2 separate regions of the Danio rerio genome follow, and region 2 is linked to region 1. The links are chromatin contacts, called in public HiCAR-type maps. All regions are on one chromosome and are shown on one strand. The core of a region is the stretch at or near the end of the contact, and the rest is flanking DNA. Distances in the headings are between cores, read along the strand shown. Region 1 holds the start of asb13a.2 (ankyrin repeat and SOCS box containing 13a, tandem duplicate 2). Region 2 holds the start of net1 (neuroepithelial cell transforming 1).

The links. HiCAR-type assays count read pairs that join an accessible place to other places.
Region 2: a HiCAR-type map of caudal fin shows a contact between it and region 1, with 3 times the contacts expected there. The contact joins the promoter of net1 here to the promoter of asb13a.2 in region 1. A contact is called at or near these places in 7 of 18 Hi-C or Micro-C datasets (caudal fin, embryo, fibroblasts and 2 more) and 2 of 4 datasets of contacts at active chromatin or transcription factors (caudal fin and embryo).

The regions. Positions count from the first base shown.
Region 1 is chr4:12,052,326-12,055,841 of GRCz12tu, forward strand. asb13a.2 (ankyrin repeat and SOCS box containing 13a, tandem duplicate 2) reads left to right here and starts at 1,687. Exons shown (of 7, transcript NM_001126110.1): 1 at 1,687-1,855; 2 at 3,089-3,276. The coding sequence starts at 1,813. It overlaps asb13a.1 (ankyrin repeat and SOCS box containing 13a, tandem duplicate 1), which reads left to right. Exons shown (of 6, transcript NM_001002528.1): 5 at 503-694; 6 at 792-1,369. The coding sequence ends at 937.
Region 2 is chr4:12,149,520-12,153,035 of GRCz12tu, forward strand. It overlaps net1 (neuroepithelial cell transforming 1), which reads right to left and starts at 1,913. Exons shown (of 9, transcript NM_001007767.1): 1 at 1,792-1,913. The coding sequence starts at 1,881. It also overlaps a transcript of asb13a.2 not described here.

The DNA of each region.
Region 1 (3,516 bases), core at 437-2,936:
TGTAGTATCAAAAATGGTTTTGAGTATCAATAATTTCAAAGTCTGCATGAACCAGAAGTTGCAACCTTTTTTTTTGTGTTGGGGCACAGTTCGTAGAGAAATGGAATGTTAAATTAGATAAGTAGGCGTGGCTGTTTTTTTTTTTTTTGGACTGCAAGCTGATTGGATGTATTATATTTAGGGGAAAAGGGTTGTTGTCAAAATTGACAGTTGGAGGGGCGTGGTTATGTATCTTAACCACGGCCGATAGCTCAGACAGAATAATCTGAGAACTGAACTAAAAACAAATAGAAAGCGCATGTTCAGATTTTAATTTTAGATTACAAGGGCAAACTATTTTTTTTCTTAATGCCATTGCTTATATGAATTGTTCCCCACAAAACTAGCAATGTGAGCTTACAAAATCATATTTAATTTGTACTTTAAGCTATCTTATCACATTATAAATTCCACCATTGTGATCTCACTAATTTTGCGATATCTTCTTCTTTTTTTTTCAAAGGTGCAAAAGTGAATGCCACAAAGTTCCATGAGACGGCACTGCATCATGCGGCGAGAGCGGAGAGAGAGGATCTGGTGGAGCTGCTGGTGGAGTTCGGTGGAGATGTCAACATAAGTGATAACTTGGATCATATACCTAGAGACTACACAAAGCCAGATTCTCCTACTAATCTTTGTCTTCTTCAATATGGCAGTATGTTGAAGTTTTGTATGTGGGATATCTTATGAGAAGTCTCGCATTGTTTAATTGACTGTGCATTTGTATTTTATTATTTGTATTATTTTTGTAGGTAACCCTCTGTCTCTGCAGCAGCTGTGTCGTATCATCATAAGGACTATGGTGGGCACCAGAGCAATGGAGCTGATCCCCAAACTAGACATTTCACAGCGCATCATTGATTACCTCATGTTTAAATCATTGATCAGTTCTGAATAGACTTGTGTATTACATTTTGTGGAGTCTTAATTTTGCAAGAGACAGACATCTATTAATTTTAATGGTATCTGGATGCAGCATTTATGATGCAAGCTGAGATTGTGGGGTTTGGTGAGCGCATTAAAAAGCATTGGATGCAACTCAGATTGCACTGCACCGGGTCTGCATCCAGACATCTCTCAATAATTTACTGAAGCTGCTGTTTATTTGATTTAATGCATTAATTTTATTTGAAATTTGGAAGAAATGTTACAGAATACATTATATAATACCACACATATTAACATTTAACCCACATAATATATCCAGAAAAATGTAGGTCTACAGTTTACATATCTGAATATGGTCCTAAGAAGTTGTTTGTATTAATAATACTTCTTCTGAATGTGCCACATTGTCTTATTATAATTATTAATAAATATATGTTATAAATTGTGTCGTAGTTATCAATTAAGAGGCCCTAAAAGCAAATTATATTTGTTAAAATCAAATGTACAACTGCTTTTCACACATATTTAGAACTTTTTGTGATATTTTAACTACCAACCTCTATAAAATGTCTTTTATGCATTAAATATTTATAATGGTATTGAAAAAAATCTTGCTTAGCTTGTATCTGTGACTAATGCACTGGGATTCATTTATTATTTGTCCAAACACTTTTTGTCGACAGCTCTTCACTCGCTATAAACTACAACTCCCAGCATTCACAGTCGAGCGCGTCAAGGACAAACGTCGCGTGTAGTACCAAAACAGAGCAGGTCACGTGATGCATATGCCGCGTTTCTAAACGCAAACAATTCCTGCTGCAATTAGCTAGCTGGCTGACTGTCTTAAGTTTAAATTGTACTGTCTATCAGTTTACTTAAACTGGGATGGAAGTGGAAACAGCAAGACCGTATTTTTTTGGTGACATCGGTAAGTCCAAGAGGAAAGCGTGTCGCCGCAATGTCAGTCAGCGGCGTGTTGTCCCGTTTGTAAACATATTAGAATATTTCACATAATATCCCCGCAAACAATTTTGTATTCAATATACATCTAAACGTAGAAAGCTTGACTAAAACAAGGCTAAACCTGGACTGCCAGTGAAAATCTAACATACGTCTAAGAATAGCCCAAAACTAGACCAGTCGTTTAATAGATTTGAGACTATATGTGTAGTCATTCATTTCTGTTAACTTGATGACTAGTCTAGATATGGCCTTTTTCTTAATGTCAATTAGATTTTCATGGACAGCCCAAATTTAGCATTGTTTTAGTCAAGAGGACTTTGTTTAGACGTCTATTAGACATCAAAAATGCTTGCTGGGATTGCTCTTTAATATGATGTCAACTATAGACCATTTTGGGGGATGTAAACAATAAAAATGGTCCTATTTCCTGCTTTAACGTTATACATATAATTTCCATAGCTTCCAAGAATCCTAAAAGATCCACATATTGACCAATAATGTTAAGATATGATTGAATTTCCTCTTGTTGCAGTTATTAAAATAGTTTGAAAACAAGCAGGACACATTCGTGGACCAATGGCATCACCACATGATTGAAATGGTCTATACTGTTAGCATGACAATAAAATGACATTGAATAACAGTAAGGTCATTACCTATGGTATAAATCCATGATATATATCCTCAATACAGCTTATTCGGTTGTAATTTGAGGGAAATTTATAAATATATACATTCATACACACACATAAACAAACACCATGAAAGCATAACATATAACTAATTAACAGGAAAAATCAAGGCGGCTATCGAAAATATTAGATTAAGTAATGTATAATAATTTTTGCTACACCCTATTTTAATTTAAAATGTGTTATTTTACTTATCTTAAAGATGTTAGGTGATGACTATCTTGAATGAATACAACTAGTTAATAAAACTTTTATAAAAAGGCAGCAAAATATACCGTCTATGTTTACTACATAAATTACTATTTATTACATTTTACTTGAAGTAAATAAAAAAGGTTGTCTTTCCATATCTGGCTTATATATTGATGCTTAACCATCAAGTTTTACCTCATAAACTAAAAGTAGTATTACAACAGTGTATCATTCATAAATAATGCAGTTAAATATTCTCTTGTGTTAATGGTGTTTGTGTGTTGTTATGTTGTTATGTATGTTATGTGTTTTAGGTTTCTGGGCCGAGAGAACGGAGGTTCACAAGGCTGCGTATGAGGGTGAGGTGTCGGTGCTGCAGGATTTGATTTCGAGCGGAGCATCAGTAAATATCGTGGCTGTGGACTCCATCACTCCTCTTCATGAAGCAGCTGCTCGCGGACAGACGCAGTGTGTGAGACTTCTGCTGGATGCAGGAGCTCAGGTATCAAACAGCTACACATGTACTGTCCTCAAAAATGATTCAGACAACTCAAGTGTAGGTAATAGGTTAATTTTACAACTCCCCTAGTGTTAGTTAAAATTTTTCAATCCATTCAGCTGATTTTTGCGTCTAATGGCAGCACTTTTAGCCTAGCTAAGCATAAATCATTGAATCAGATTAGACCATTAGCATCTTGCTCAACAAATTAAATTTTTTTTTTTTTCAGTTTGAATCTTCTAT
Region 2 (3,516 bases), core at 663-3,162, 97 kb after region 1:
GACCTTGATCATGCACTCTCTAGAGATCTGACTGAAAAACTACTACCATTGCAGGATCAATGCAAGCTTCGTTGACAAAAACTGGTTGCATCATTTAAGCAGCTGGAACAAAAAGCACTATGTGCTTGCACTTCTTAAAATGCACACTTCAATAGATTTTTCAGCACTGGATGGTTTTCCATCTGCTGAAATTTTATAAAGAGGGATGTGTTGTTCTCATCTTGGCATAGTGAAACCAAGGAACCATTCCATAAGCTGGCAGAGACAGTTGCTGAGCTAATCTATGGCTTAAGTCGCAACTGTGGTCCATGCCTAGCTGGACCTGGCCACCCAGACTCGTCTGCCTCATCCTTCTTTGTTAAGTCATGCAAGTAAACATGAAGACCACATCTGAACCTTCTTCACCGGTGGCCACAAACATAAGATGATGAGGAGACTGACCACAAAGGAAGCAATCAGACCCAAAACTAAATTCAAACACTACCTGTGTGAAACATCAGTGACTCCATTCAAATAATTGCTGTATTGCTGCTGCCCACTGCCTTTTTAGGGAAAATCTGGAATAACAAACACTCCCATTTTTGCTTTCTTTAAATGTGATAGATTATCCAGTGGAAAGAGAAACATAAAGCCAGACAGACAGATAGATTGTGGCAATTTCTAGTTTTGTTGACTCTTAGGGACCCCCTGGGAGAGTCAGATTGGGATAACTTAGCAGGGGTATGCCTCCCCCACAGGAACTCAATTTTAGACTATTGCTGTGTAACAATGTCTGTTTGTTTGCTTGGCTAAACTTCAGGGACAAAATTGTCACTAATAGTTGGCCGTGATCTAAAAATTACTTTCTGTTTGAAGTACAGTTTGTCTTTATCATGTTTAAATAAATCATTATTGTCATGATCATGTTTAAATGAAAAGAATGGCAAATTTATAGTATTGTTTATGCTCTTTTTTCAAAATCCCCGTGACTGACAGGAATATTAAAATTAAAAATATGAATGGCAAGCCATGCATACTATTGCATGGCAATAAAAGTTGATGTAAAAATTAAGGGAACCAAATGAACAGTTTTTCCCTAAAGCAGTGTGCCTCAGCCTTGAGCCACAACTTCCTTAAAATCTCCTGATTCATTCATAAATTGCTACTTCTGCTTTAGCCTTACCGACAATTAAACCCTTTCTGTGTACACTTCTGATTCAGAATAAAAATCACAAATAGGAATAGCAACCTACTGAAGGGAAGTAAGATTAAAGCCTTTGTCCTTTTCGTTCAATGCATTTTAAATGCTCAAAACTGGGCTCTGGCACACCTGGGCTATTGCCATGACACCTATGTTTTTAGACACCTGGAATGCTTTTCATCTCTGCATGCTCTCAAACCTTCAAAAAAGCCCTAAGGAGTTCCTCACACCATTATTATAGGGTTAAATCTTCTGCCCAGGTTTATAGCCAAACAAACAAGTTTAACACTTCCAGTATAGGTGCCGTTAACCCCCACAATGGGTGAGACATTTTTAAAAATTGGTTAAAACATAACCCATTAATTCAATGAGTACATAAGGTAAAACCTTTATCCTGACTGATTTACTCAAAGACTTGGTAAAGTTTCACCTACATTCACACCTTTGAGAAACACACCTGTGGTTCTTACTCCTGCAGTGTGTGTATGAGATAACTAAAGGACAAGGTTCGGAATTCGTTGATCAAGAAATAAAAGAAACTCAAACATGCAGAAAACAAAGAACCAAAAGAAACAAGCCAGAATTTGTGATGAATAGCCTTTGGATCTCACCTCTAGTTCTTTGTACGCCTGGTTCTGGTAGTCTATCTTTTGTAAAGTCCGTTTGATAGGTACCACACAAGGTTCATCGTAAGCCACCATTTCTTTCAGTAAAATCCACTGACTGGTTTCTGTTATTTCCAAGGGTTGACAGTAATCCACAAGTAGTTCTTAAATAAAAGCGTGATGTAACATAACGGGACTGAAAACATCAACGTCCCCCCAACTCGTGATTGTCCGCCTGAGCGGAGCTTCCTAACTTCTAAACACACTGTGTGTGTGTGTGTGTGCTCTAACAATCTCTAACTTTGTTCTAGGGATGTGAGCGGTAGGGAGTGCTCATATAGAGTTTTGAAAGGGTGGAGTTAGAATGTAAGCTCACCAATGGGAAGAGGATGGAGGAGGGATATGTAAAAATCTCTGAACAGACAAAGTCTGAGAAAACCTCACTATCTCTGATACCTCTTATCAACGAAGCAAAACTTTGTCTACCAGATAAAAATAAATCAGAAACATAGTATCAAAACAAAGCTGGAGAGCTGTACATAAAACAAAGCTTGTAAACTTTTTGTAAAAAAAAAAACTTGACAATGCTTTTCATCTTTAAAACTCTGTCATTAAATCTTGTAGATTGAAATCCTAAGAACTGGCGGCTTTCAAAACACATAAACCAGCCAAAACTCTCAAGATTTTCAGCGCAAGCTTTTAAGATAAAATAGAAAGCAAAAAGTCCAGCTTCTGGGTGAGTGAAAGCAAGTCTGCTTCTGTTTGCAATGTGGATTGCTTTATGTCTGTCTTTTGAATTGTATGAAGGGTGTAAAGTACAGGCATATTTGCTTTGAGATCTGCCTAATGAAGAACTGGGTCGTTATCAGTCACTCATCAGCAGGGGAGGGGGGGGGGATCAATTACAATATCAATCAGGGCAGAGGGGGTCACATGCACACAGAGCACTGGTGGTTGTCTGTGTATTGGAAGGTGTGTAAGGAGGTCTGATGTGTCACAAAAAGTTTCAGTGGTCCGAACCAGAAACTGAGCAAGACAAATCCTGCTTAACAAAAGACACTTTTCTCAATCCATTTTTCTCAGCATACACAAAACCGTGCAGCCATTTGGGTGACCAAAAACCTTAGGGGTATTATTAGCAAAAGACTACTGCTGCCTTCCCACACTGTCAGCAGCGGTATTAACTTTTGCAACGCAAATGGACCATCATGAAGTGTCAGCGTGTTTTAAAGATTTGTGTTAAAAAGTGTGAAAAAGGCAGGAGTGCATGCTAAGCAAATGGAGATGAACGATGTGCAGACTCTACGCTAACCCTCCTGTGTCAATACAAGAGTGTGAAACAGGACATGCAGTAGTGTGTGTTTGCATCAGGACACCTTCCACTGCTTAGTGTTAATTACCAATTAGGTGATGATCAGTTTAAAAGATATTCTCAAGTTTCATAACTAATCCGTGACCCATCTTAGCCACAATTACCGTATATTAGACATTCGTAAATTATGAGCCATATTTGGTTATGTGACCGCAACATAATATTCATGTATAACACAACAAGAATATATGTGCTTGAAATTTGAATATCAGTCTAGATAATAGTAGGGTTCCTTCATTACTCATCCTTGGGGAGAAAACTTTCATACTGTTCTCTGTGTGTTTTGATGAGAGGTGTGGTGGCCATATTGCATGAGAGCACAGCTCAGCCTGCACCCCCTGCGGGCTAACACCCCGACA